Regions from separate parts of the Sus scrofa genome. Here region 1 is linked to region 2. Evidence: chromatin contacts called from public HiChIP or PLAC-seq data. All regions are on one chromosome and are shown on one strand. The core of a region is the stretch at or near the end of the contact, and the rest is flanking DNA. Distances in the headings are between cores, read along the strand shown. Region 1 holds the start of FEM1B (protein fem-1 homolog B). Region 2 holds the start of CLN6 (ceroid-lipofuscinosis, neuronal 6, late infantile, variant).

The links. HiChIP or PLAC-seq counts read pairs in DNA pulled down with a chosen protein or histone mark.
Region 1: a contact with region 2 is called in an H3K27ac HiChIP or PLAC-seq map of alveolar macrophages. The contact joins the promoter of FEM1B here to the promoter of CLN6 in region 2. A contact is called at or near these places in 2 of 47 Hi-C or Micro-C datasets (epiblast stem cells and liver) and 1 of 2 datasets of contacts at active chromatin or transcription factors (alveolar macrophages).

Annotation. Positions count from the first base shown.
Region 1 is chr1:166,156,827-166,163,263 of Sscrofa11.1, forward strand. It overlaps FEM1B (protein fem-1 homolog B), which reads left to right and starts at 4,722. Exons shown (of 2, transcript XM_003121751.4): 1 at 4,722-6,437. The coding sequence starts at 6,413.
Region 2 is chr1:166,121,677-166,128,530 of Sscrofa11.1, forward strand. It overlaps CLN6 (ceroid-lipofuscinosis, neuronal 6, late infantile, variant), which reads right to left and starts at 4,370. Exons shown (of 7, transcript NM_001243614.1): 1 at 4,181-4,370. The coding sequence starts at 4,266.

The DNA of each region.
Region 1 (6,437 bases), core at 3,472-5,971, 36 kb after region 2:
GTAGCACCGTATCCTAATATGAAGACTGAGGCTCTGGAATCAGACTCAGATTTGGATCCCAGCTCCACTACTACTTGGGGATGTCACTTGGTGTTTCTGAGCTTGCGTCTCTTCATCTACAAACAAAGACAAAAAGCACTTACATACAACAGGGATATGCCAAGTACAAAACTACGTGTCTTTCTTATATTAACTCATTTGCTCTATGCAACAATCTTATTTAGGCACATGCTGTTATCATCATGCCCATTTTACAGATGAGGAAACTGAGGCTCAGGGTGGTTAATTAGCTTATGAAGTCTCACAGGATCAGCACTAGGATGAACCCAGGTGGTGTGGTTCCAGAGTCCATGTTTTTAAGGACCATGTTTGGGAGTCTCACTGTAAGATGGAACAACAATGGTAACTATGATTTATTAGGCGCTTACTTAGGGCCAGGCATTGTGCTGAAGGCTATACAGGAATTTCTTATTAGTTCATCCCATGGCCTGGATGAAGGAGGGACTATTGTTATTTGCTAACACAAATCTGTCAGGACAGCCTAGTGTATACAAGGCCTTCTATTAAGGGCTGGACCTTCAGGGGTTTCTACAGCACAGAAGTTGGATGTGTCCATAAATAACCACGATTCATGGAGCTGGCAGAGAGCTTAGAGATTAACTTATTTTTACTGATGACAAGAACGGACTTGCTTTGTTTTTTCCCACAGGTTTTGGGGACTTAATGAGATAATGATAACAAGAGCCAACACTTAATAAATTGCTTGCTGTGTATGTGTATGTGTGTGTGTTGGTGTGTGTGTGTGTTTGTCAATCTCATTCAACCCTCACAACAACCAGATAAAAAGCACTATTATTATCCCATTTCACAGATAAGAAAACTGAGTTGGAGAAGTTAAATAAGCAACTTGCCTGGTGTTAGCAAGTCATGGAGCTGGGATGCTGGTAGAGCAGGCTCCAGAACCTGGAGGCTAAACCTCATGTTCTGTCACCCCATTCACAGAAGGTGGTTAAGAAGCCTAGGAGGCAGGGGCTGGATTGGGTGGATCAGAAAGTGTCATAGACTATAAAGGGCCACACAGACATGAGCTATTATTAGAAAGAGGCAAGGTCCCAAGAGAGGAATAAAGTGGAGCTCAGTGCAAAGTCAAGGAAGATCTCTAGGATGAGAGAGCATTTGTTTCGGATTTGGACCTGTGTTCCCCGGTAGGAATAAGGAATGCCCAGGGGAGTTCCCACTGTGGCTCAGTGAAAGTGAAACCCACTAGTATCCATGAGGATGTGGGTTTGATCCCTGGCAGTGGGTCAGGGATCTAGCATTGCCATGAGCTGTGGTGTAGGTGGCAGATGCAGCTCGGATCCTTCGTGGCTGTGGCTGTGGCTGGTGGCTACAGCTCCAATTAGACCCCTAGCCTGGGAACCTCCATATGCTGCAGGAGCGGCCTAGAAAAGACAAAAAAAAAAAAAAAAAAAAAAAAAGTCAGGAATGCCCAGGGTGTGTGAGGGTGGCCAGGTGGGAAAGTTTCCTTTAGGTCTCCCCCATTAGCACAGCTTGGATGATTGGATTACCTGATTGGCACCTGGCAAAGTGATCAGGACCATAGAAAGCCTTGGGACCTCCAGCCCAGCAGAGAGCACTTAGAGGGAGATAAAGAGGGAACAGAAGTCTGGTAGCAGGGTCAGGGGTAGGGGGCTGACAGCTGACACCCAAATCCTCACATTCTACCACACTCTAGTTATGAGGCCATGGGCAAGTTACACAACATCTCTGTTTCTTCATCTGAAGAATGAGAATGATAATAACGGCATGTCCCTTGAAGGCTTGTGCAAATTTAACATGCTAATCTGTGTAAAATGTTTACTGTGACAGCTAGCACAGGGTAAGCACTCAATACAAGCTTGCTCTTGTTATTTCTGTTATTATAAGCCCAGGGTACCCGACTAATCCACAATTCAGGGAGGAATGGGGTTAGAAGGAAGACACATGTCTGCTTCAGTCTTCTTTCCTGGTAAACCCAAGTGTGGGAGGGGTGAACTGGTTTGGGAAACAACACAGACCAGCTGCCCCCTCTCCTCCACCTTAGGTTTTTTCTTTGAAAATCATTACATCTGCTTTTCAGGGGAAGGCAAGGGGAGACAGGAAGAGGAGACAAAGGCCAGTGGGTCGCTAGTCTTCTGAAATTGGGCAAATAGAGACTGGTCACCAGTGATTTCTTGGTCATCACTGATTTCTGACATCTTCCTTTCCATGGCTTTGTTACAATTTCTGAGCTCTTGTCAATTACTGTCCCCAGCCACTTGCATACTATGGATTTACTCTCCATATGTGTCCAGAGGTGGACACATTCCTGCAGGAAAAAGGTAGATGGGGTGGGAAGTCCTTTCCTGAGCAGGTTAATGGCACAATAGCAGTACGAGTGTGGGGTCAGAGCTAGGGTGAAGGGAAATATTATGTGCTGACAGGAACTCCTTCAAGGACAAGGCTGGTGAAGGAGCTTGCATGTCACCATCACACCAGCCCTACAAGGAAAGTATTTATTATCTCCATTGTATAGATGAAGAAATTTGCCCAAGGTCATAGCTAGCCCATAGAGAAGGGGGTCTAACCTCAGTCTATCCAACAAAAGTCATCTTCTTGCATTAGAGTACGTGGGAAGGTTGCAGGACTGAAACAAGTATCTTTACTAGTGCCCCAAAAATGACATTTCGAACATACTTTACACAACATCAGAAAAACTCCATTGACTCAGAGCTGTAGGTTGGGTTGACTTGGTTTGGCAAAAGCAATGCTCCATGGAAGGTACAGATAAGTCTGCTCAAAGGTCACCTCCAATCTCCAGAAAGCACAGTGCTGGAGGCTGGTGCTATCTTTGGTCCAGGTAGAAGGTTGCCATCAGCAAATCAATCTCCATCATGATATAACTATTCGTAGTTATGTTTTGCATGGTTCGTTTGTCAGTGGCTTTCTATTAAAGGGAAGGGAATAGGTCAGAAGCAGAAGGAACTATTCCTGGGCTCTGGCTTTTTAGGAAAGCCACCTTGTCCTGTTTACACATCCTCTCTCCCCGATTCGCCCAACCTAACTGCAGACATGTCATCCTCCAAGCCCAAGTAAGACAGGCAACCAAACAGTCTCCAGTCAGTCAACGGCTATTGTACAACCAAGGGGGCCCAGAACTCTATCACCTGTGATAAAGGAGAGAGCAGCCCAAGGCTCCTGACCTTGGGCTGTTGGAGGAGAAGTGTATTCCCACAAAATGCAAGTTCTGGGCTCCTCTCTGTCATGACTCTTGGTTTAGCCACCCCTCCTGGCGCTCACCCAGTTACACCAAATTGTGTGTCAGCACCAGGATGGACCCTAGTTCAGCTTGAAAGGGTGAGAGGAGGAAGAAGTAAGTTTCTTAATCAGCAATGAATAGCTGGATGAATCAGGTCTCCTTCAGAAAATGGAACCAAAGGGAAGAAGGGGCCTGTGTCTGGATCACCTTCAAAAAGTCGGGTGTGAAAAGAATGATGCAGGGCAAAAGGCTGCAAGAAGAGGGAGGAAGGAAGGGGGAGGGAGAGAAAGGGAGAGAATGTGAGGAGCCTGGTTGCACTGCAGAGCCTGGGAATAAAGTCAGTTGGAAGGCAGCACCCAGGTCACACATCTGAACGTGTCACTGCCAAGTGCCCAGAGGCCAAAAAGCCTGGGTCAGCCTGTCAAGAACTGGAATTTTTTCCCTAACCCTGAAGCCCTAGATTGATAACAACTAGTTTCGCCTTCTTTTCCACCAGCTATTTCAGAGACTCTACAGGTAGAATCTCATCTTCAGCTCTGATTTCCAGTGTTGGTTTTGTTTGATATGGAAGGGAGAAAAAAAAAAGTTTGTGTAGAGATCTGAGAATAGGTAAAGTTGTGCTGCAGATGGAGAAGATGGAGAAGTGGCCCAAACCCCAGACAGCCCAGCAACTGAGATGAGGCCTTCATCAACTAGGACTGGAACCGTGCGGTTCAAATGAAACACTTTATGTGAACCTGTTGAGTCCAGCCGGTCCCTTGGGACCAAATAAATGTATTTGTTCTTTTTCTGTGGTAGATATTGTCCTGTGTGTGTGTGTGTTGGAGGTGGAGGTGTAGATATTGTCCTTTGTGCGCATGAGGACAAAATGACCTCCATAAGTTGTACTTTTTGTGACTGTCCCACCAGCTTCATTACCTGCACTCCTACCATCCTAGTCCAAAACTTTACCTCTTAAATGGCCTTCCTGCTTTGACTCTTGCCTACCAGAGTTTATTCTTCACACAGCAGACAAGAGTGACTTTTTAAAAAACATAAAATTTTATCTTGTCGCTATTCTGTTTAAAACTCTTCGAATGGAGATCCTGTCATGGCTCAGCAGTAGCGAACCTGACTAGTATCCACGAGGATGTGGGATGGATCCCTGGCCTCGCTCAGTGGGTTAAGGATCCGCACTGCTCTGAGCTGTGGTGTAGGTTACAGACCTGGCTCAGATCCCAAGTTGCTGTGGCTGTGGTGTAGACCAGCAGCTACAGCTCTGATTTGACCTCTGGCCTGGGAACTTCCATATGCCCCCGGGTGCCGCCATTAAAAACAAACAAACAAAAAACCTCCTCAAATGTCCCCACCACACTTGAGGAGATTTTAAACACTTTTATGGGTTATTGGGCCCTAACATGACTTGCACCCAGCAGATTTCATCTCCTATTACTTCTATAGCTCACTCTGCAGTGGCCACCCTGACCCTCGTTTCTGAACCCACCAAGACTGTTCCTCCTCAGATTTGTAACAGATATTCCTTCTGCCTAGAATACCCCCAGCTCCCCTCACCTGTGGGAGGTCTCTGAGCACCCTAGCTAAATTAGCTCCGCCCTTCACCCACCCCCCACTCTGTTTCTTTTGCTTCCTAGCAAATGCTAATGATATGAACTCAACCAGTCTTGTCTATTATTTACTTGTTTATTGTCGGTTTTCCCTTCAACAACAGTCCCTGAAGGGGCACTGTGTCTCTGTGGCCTATCACCCAACCCCTAGTGCCAAGCCGCGCCTGGAACAAAGTAGATCTCTAATATTCGTTGGATAAATGATCTTTTCAAATCCTAAGAATCTTGAGAGGTCTGGGAGAAACCCGGAGTTTCTGTCAGGCTCAGGATTGGAGTCCTGTCTGTCTGAGCACAGCCCTCGCCTTCCTTCCCAGGGTATCTCGCCTCTTTCCACAGTTCCCTATCTCCCCCCACCTTTCTCACACACTCAATCCTCCTTTCCAGAGCAGACATGCTGACTTCTAGTCTCTTTTCAGGGCTTGGTGCCGGTCCTCCAAGCCCTCCCACATTTCGGGGGCTCAGAGTCGCCACCCTGTTCCTAAAATGGACCCTGCCGGCTGCGCGAATCCCCCTCCCTGGGCCCCCAATCAGGGGCTGTGAGGGGTCCCACAAGGTCTGTGGTAAAACGGAGAGCGCCTCCCTAGCCCACCGGTAGTAACGGTTCGGCGCCCTCTGTCCCACTCACTGGCCAAGTACCTCCAGGGCCTAGTGGGGGTGAGTTGGAAGCTCCAGGAGTCAAGGGCAATGAGGACATTCAGGGCCGAAATGGGTTTGGGCCACCTTCGCGCAGCAGAACCTTTCTTCATCGGGTCTGGTTTGCCGGCCGGTCGGCTTTGTAAGAGACACCCCACTTAATCGTCCCCCGCTCGCACCCTCCCCCTCCCGTCCTTATCTGCGGAGGCCCGCCTTCCTCCCGGTTCCGAGCCCAGGGGCTGCTGCCGCCCGAGCGTTCAGCCTCGCTCCGGGGGTCTCGCCAGGCGCGGACTTCCAGGCCATCATCAGCGTCTAGCGCTTCTGAGCTCCAGTGGGCTAGGGCCTGCGGGATTCCTCCAGCTGGGGAGGACGGAGAGCGGAGGCAGAAGCAGTTTCAGGCCTTAGGCCCGGCGGTCCGGGTTGGGTGAGACGCTGCCATCATTCGCCATCTGGGGCACGCGCGGGCCTCTTGGGACCTCGCTGGCGACCCGTAGCTCGGGCACGCGCCTGTCGCAGCCCGCAGGAAGGAGGGGTCCGGCCTGAGGCCCGGGGCGGCGGCCGCCATGGAGATCCCCTCGGCCCGGGGCCGGCGCCTAGGGCTTTGGGGGCGGCCCTGACAGCCCTCCTCAGTGCCCGGGCTGAATCGCGGACGTGCCCCTGGCGGCATTGGGCCACCTCTGCGTCTCCACCCTCCACCGGCCGCACTGCTGCCTGGGTGCGGCGGCGGCGGCGGCGGCGGCGGCGGCGGCGGCGGCGGCGGCGGCGGCGGCGGCGGCGGCGGCGCCCTGTTGAATGGGCTGTGAGGGCCCAGGTTTGAAGCGCTGGCGAACGCGGCCTCCGGGGGCGCAAGGCAGCAGCAGCGGTGGCGACCAAACGGGTATTGGAGTTGGCGGCGGCCATGGAGGGCCTGGCTGGCTATGTAT
Region 2 (6,854 bases), core at 3,120-5,619:
CCCCACCCTGCCCCTTGCCCTCAATGACCATCAGGGCAAGACCTCACAAAGCCACCGGTGACAATCCCCAAGCCTGAAGAACTTGGACAGAGACGGAGTATAACAGCCTTCAGTCTTTCATTCTGGAAACCTCCAAACTGGGCCAAGAGCAGGATGTCTGGTACAGGAAATAAAGGCATTTGGAGAACCTGGGGAGCACCACAGGGTGGTCTCGGACAGGGTGGTGTCCGCTGTGGACACCAAGCAGAGACTAGGGGCAAGGGAACTATTTCCTCCTCCACTTCAACGGGCAGCTCGGTCAGTGGGGATCCCTGGCATGTGTCCAGCCTGGCTGAACAGGGCAGGAAGGAAAAGAGCAGGTGCAGGGCAGACACCAAGCTTGGGAATCAAGATTGGTGAGCATCTGACTGGTTTTTGTCTGCTGGGACTCTGAGCAAGGGAGGCAGATCAAGGAGGTGAAGGTGTCCTCCCCCGAGTCCCTGTCCTGGCGTTGAGCACCTTCAAGCCCAACCCAAGTTCCTCACTCCACAGACTCCACACACTGAGCCCCCAGACTGCCAGCCCGAGGCCTCCATCATCAGAAACTCCTGATGAGAGCAATGGTGAAAGCACTGTGGCAGGTAACCCAAGACAAGGATGGCCTGTGCTCTCCGCCACAGCTTTACAAGTCTCCCATCTGGGAAAGCGGATACCACGACAGTTGGGGAGCGTATACCATACAGCACACAACACACAGATGAAACAAAGCAGCAGCAGCACCTGCAGGACCACCTGGCAGAAAACGGAGGCACCTCGGCCGTGGTGAGGTCAAGCAGGGACCAGTGAATGGGGACTACAGAGGAGCCGATTTTGGTTCTGTATACACAAGGGTGGAATACCTGACGTGATGAAAACTTTGAACAAAAAATGAGAAAACAAAGGCAGAAAATGAAGGGGAAGAAAAAAAAAAGGAAAGGCAATTAGCAACGCCAAGAAAAACAAAAGTAATATGAGAAAATAAATGTTAAACATTACTCCATTATTGCAGGGAACAATATTTACATGGCTTAACTAATAAAAACATTGTATAATGATTTTCAAAGTTTAGACTTAACAATATATGGAAATGCTTAAAAAAAAAGGAGGAAATACTGTCAACTTTGATGACTTGAAAGTAAAATTGCAGATGACAGGAGTGGAGAAAGGGTAAAGAAAGGTAAAGGGCTGAGTAGGGTACTAATATTCTCCTTCTAAAAAGGAATCGAGATACTGCCCTTATTGTAAATCCACTATACTTCAGTAAAAAAACAAACTTAAAAAAAGAGAGATAGTCTCATAGTTGACTAAAAAAGAAATAATGGTATATACATATTCCCTAAGGCTACAAAAGTAACATAGAGCAAAACTAAAAATGGTGATAAAAAGAACCATCTCGGAGTTCCCGTCGTGGTGCAGTGGAAACAAATCCAACTAGGATCCATGAGGTTGTGGGTTCGAACCCTGGTCTTGCTCAGTGGGTTGAAGATCTGGCATTGCTGTGAGCTGTGGTGTAGGACAGCAGCTGTGGCTCCAATTGCACCCCTAGCCTGGGAACCTCCATATGCTGCAGGTGCAGCCCTAAAAAGACAAATGACAATAAATAAAAAGAACCATCTCATGAAGATGGGGGACGTAGAAGTGAACCAAATCATAACAGAAAATTAGTTGGTAACATTAGCTTAGAGGCTAAAATTGATAAACTAAGAAATAGTAATTGAGCACAGCTTTTAAGAGCATGGACTTTAGAAACTTCCTGGGTTCATATCCCAGCTCTACCAGTAACCAAATCTTGAGCAAGTTACCTCTTGGGCCTCAATGTTCTCATCCGTGAAATGGAGGATAACAACACATCCTACCTCAAGAGCTGTGGTTGAATTGATACATACAGAAACTTAGAACAGGGCCTGGTCCATAGAAAGTGCTACATACATAGCACTTGTTACTATTATTTAGAAATAGGAATTTAATTCTGATAGAAACAGCTAGGAGTTCCCTGGTGGCCTAGGAGTCTAGGATCTGGCATTGTCATTGCTGTGGTGTGGGTTCAATCCCTGGCTGGGGAACTTCCGAGGGCCACAGTGCAGTCAAAAAAAAAAGGAAAAAGAAACACCTAAAAGAAGCTAACGTGGTTGTCTCTGGTGCTAGGGAGAGGTGAACAAAGGACCACTGGTTTTTGCTTTAAGCCCAACTGTGCAATTTTAATCATAGACATATACTACTTTGACTACAATAATTAAAACAAAACAAAACCAAAAAAAACTGTCGCCATAGCAGGCAGAAGCTGGAATAGGCTCCACTGAAAGGTAGTGAGCACCTTGTCATTAGAGGTAGGTAAGCAAAGTGTGGAAGCATCAGTGGAAATCCAAGCATCCTAGGAGTTGGACAAGATGATTCTGTCTACTGTCTTCTGCAGTAATAATACTGAGAATCTGCCTAGAGGCAGCCAATGAGGGGGGCAGAGACACCCTGGAAGAGAGCCAGCCCTACATGCCACCCTCATTAGCACCCTGGCTGGTGGGGAGCTCATGCAGAAATAAAGAGGGACATCACTTCTCAGCAGCCAGAATGGAGTAGTGAGAGCAGAAGCCTGAAATCAGAAGCCCTGGGGCTAGGCCCTGGTTCTTGTACAACAAATGATGTAACCTTCTCTAGACCTGTTTTCATATATACAAAATACAAAAAGACTGAGTAGGATTCTGCATGTGGAAACCCCACACTTGAGATAAAGTGCTGACCATATCTGATATTCACAGACCGTTCCAACTGGGCTATCCCAGTTTAAGGCTGACTCCTAAGTTGCAGGGGATCCAAAACAAGAGCTGTCCTTCAGTAGCGGAAGAAAGCTACTCTCAGCCAAGTGTCTCAGATTTCTTCCCTCAGCCCAAATCATACCACAGACTTCCTAAAATTGACTCTGAGCATGCTACTGCTCAAAAACCTGCCATGGCTCCCCTGTGCCCTACAGAACAAAAACTGCATCCTTAACCTGCCATTTAGGGTGAGGCAATTAAGGCACATAGGCCCAACATTTAAATAGGCGCAAGGGAGCCATGGAAGGTTTTTGAGTGTTCCAAGAGTGAGCGTCTCCTTAAATTTTGCACTCTAGGCTCTCATTCAGGTTCCAGCCTGCAACCAGTCTGCATCCTCCTGCCACTGTACACATGGAAAGCTCCAGCACCACTGCACCGCTTGCCTTTCCTCAAGCTGGAACAGCCTTTCTTCCCCTGTCACCTACTGAGTATTTTGAGATGCACCTCAAATGCTACTACCTCCAGGAAGTCCTCCAAGATAACCTCTCAGCCCCTGCTTGGATTCTGTCCCTCCCAGGTCCTTCTGGACTCTGGGACTCTCCGGCTTCACCTCATCCACCATTTCAGCGCCTGACACAGAGCGGGGCACACCAGAGATGCTTAATGAATGCCTGTAATAGGCAACGAATGTTTCGGGATGAAGGCAGAGTGGAGGGAAAGATTTAAAAGTTGCTTCTGGCAGAGCCTCCTTGCCTGCCCGCTTGCACGTCTCACTAGCGTCCTATCTTAATAAATCGATTTTTTCCCTGAAATAAAATAAAATAAAAATGACTTCTGTACCTTCCCCCGCCCCAAGTGCCTCGTCTCAACTAAATAAACCATTAACTTCTTCCCGAGAGAACAGCAACCTTGTGAGAAAAGCCCTTCCTCATTTTCTCCCGAGGGGAGCTTCCACACTTCGCTGTCTTTCATTTACATTCCCACATTCTTGGGTTCCTTGAGGCAAGGAGTGAGCCTCATGTTAACACCAGAATCCAACTCCTATTGATGGCTGAGGGGGCAGGAGAACTCGGGGTGGCGCCTGGGGCTTGCAGGAGCCTTGGGGACTCAAGTGAGCGGGGGTGTCCTCTAGGCTCACCACCCCCACCCCTCCAGGTTTCTTGGACCCCTGAAGACGTCCCTTAGCTGACAGACTGTCCCAAAGCCGGTCAAGGCTGCTGAGCCTCCCTGGGCGGAGGGCTCGCCCGGGAAGAGAAAGAGCGCGGAGGCGGGGCCCAGGCGAGTGGGCGAGAGAGCAGCTGCAGAGCCAGAGGGGGAAAGACCCATCCCGGGCTCCGCAGCCCCGGCGCCGCGATCCCGCCCGGTCACGTGGTGGGGCCGCGGTTCCGCTCCGCCGCCCGGCGCGCGCCCACCTGGCCTGCAGGAAGGAGGCGCCCGGCTGCGCGCCCGGGCCGCCCGCCGCTCCCGGTTGCTGCCGCCTCCGCGCCGCCGCTTCCATGGCTGCCCCGCCGGCAGGCCGGGCCCTCCACCACGCTGTCCCGAGCTGGAGACTGGCTCGGTGGGCCCGGCGGCCGCTACAACACAGGCCAACCGCTGGGGCGGGCCCTCGGGAGAGCGCGGAGAGGGGAGGTGCGGGCCGGAGGCGGGGCCCCGCGGGGCGGGGCGAACGGCGGGTGCTACTCCGAGACCGGTGGATGGAAAGGGAGGCGGGGCGAGCTCCACACGAGGAAGTCGGGGCGGGAGGTAGGTGGCGTCCCCAGCGGGGAGCGGGGGCGGAGGCAGAGGCAGGCGCACCCTGCCTCGGGCCAACTGGGGCTGGGATTTGCTGGGATCCGCTCCTGACAAGGGGCGGGAGGCTTTGCCTAGGCTGCCTGAGACTCAGATATTGGTCTAAGGCAGACTAAGCACGTGGGAAATGACTCACCCGACCGGAATGCTTCCCTGAGGAGGAGGCAAGGCGAGATTTCCTTTGTCCTTGGGGAGAGGGGTTCATGTCCTTTCCCCACTGTGCTACGCACCTTCATTCCGCAGATGGAAGATGTCGCGTCTGAAAATGTCAACTTTGTGGCACTTGACGCTAGGCATTAAATAAGCCGTGGGATAGGAAGGTCGGATGCACAGGAGCAGAGACTTTTTTTCCAAGCTGGGGGGCGGGGGCGTGGGATGACGCAGATTCCAATTCTGGCTTTGTCACGCTTGGGCTCAGTGGATTCGGAAAAGTTACTTCCTTCTCTCCCATTAAAATTTGTATTAACTCTTGCTGTGAGCAGCGCACTGCGCATACAAGAACAGATGAATCTTGCTGTAGTGGGGCTTACATTTGAGGGGTGGTGGGAGGAGGATTGGTAAGTGATGTGCTGGGGAAAGTACTGAGTATTGTGTGCGCAGAGACTTGGAGAGGGTGGGTTCAGACAGGCTTCTGGAGGACCCAGTGGGTGTGCTGTGGACCTGCAGCAAAGTCAATCTGCTGACACCAGGTTCTGGTGAAGGATAGAGGGTTTACTGCAGGGTACCAAATGAGGGAGTGAGAGACAAGCCTCGCTCAGTTCCACTCCAATTTAGTCATTGAGTTAGAGGAATTTTTTTTGTTTTGTTTTCCAAAAGAGAAGAGCAAAGAAGCTGTAATTAATCAGTGTCTTGTGACATTTGTTAATTGTAGTTTCAGGAATCAGGGTAGCCCTAGTTTAAAATTCTCTGGCAGGGTGATCCATCTTGCCCTGGAGAAACGACCTGGGTTTGTATATTCATCATGACATCTATAATAGTAATTTTTGTACATTAATGACTGTCAGTTGAAAAAAAGCACAACCTGAACGTTGAGAATTATGTTGTATTTGGGGACCTTCCTGAGGGTTATAGTGGCAGCTGGTAGCCTCTCAGATAGCTCTGAGAAACTGTTCCACCCACAGAGGTTAAGGGAGGAACCAGGATAATAGAAATTTTTGCTGAAAAAAAAAAAAAGAGTCAAACATCAGAAGATTACCATTAATCAAGTGCTTTTCTATTTTTTCTCTTTTCTACTTTTTCTGGACTCATTGAAATCATTCCTTTGATGTGTCCCTTAACTATCAAGGGCCATTATCCTGTTTTTCTCCATCCTTAATTCACCTCAGGGTGCACCTTCGGGGCAGCTGCCATGGCTCGTGACTTTATGGCTGCAACATCCTTTGTTTACTGAAATGACAGGTGACATTTTTTTGACCACTTGATGTTATCAACAGTAACAATTTTAGTCACCTGACTGGTTGATCAGTGTGTTCCATTAGCACAGAGTTGAAGTCAAAGTGGGCTAGTTTGGGATAGATTAATCATGAACTTGGTTTGGGGTACTTGATTTCAGATCGACATTCTAGCTGTGACTTTGGACTTCTGAGCTGACAGTGAGGTCTGAGCAAGAGTCAGCCTAAAACACAAGGGGTGGGTAAGAGCATTCCTGGCAGTCAGAACAGCCAGTCAGGAATCCAGAGAGACCCTCTTGTTTGGAGGAAGGTAAAGAAGGTCAGTGAGTGCAGCAGAGGGCCGGGGGCCAGGGAAGAGCCACAGGAATTCAGCTGGAGAACAGACCAGTGCCTTTATCTTGAGAACAGTGAGAGGCAGTGCAAGGCTTTGGGGCAGGGGAGTGGCACACACGCAGTATTTGGAGTTTAGACCCTTCCCTCCAGAGCACGGGGCAGGGGCAGGGGGTGAGAGAGAGGGAGATGGAGGAGAGGAGGCAGGACTGGAGACTCGGAGGTGGAGCACTGTTGTTCTAGTGAGGGTCTTGGGCTGGTTACAGGGACAGTGGGAAGGAGAGACATGATGACATCAAGAGTTGTAGGGGAGGGAGTTCCTGTTGTGGTGCAGCGGAAATGAATCCAACTAGGAACCATGAGGTTGCAGGTTCCTTCCCTGGCTTCGCTCCATGGGTTAAGGATCCGGCATTGCCGTCAGCTGTGGTGTAGGTTGCAGACTTGGTTGGATCCACGTTACTGTGGCTGTGGCATAGATAGGCAGCTGTAGCTCCGATTGGACCCCTAGACTGGGGAACCTCCATATGCCATGGGTGTGGCCCTAAAAAGCAAAAAACAAAACAAAACCAAAAAAAAA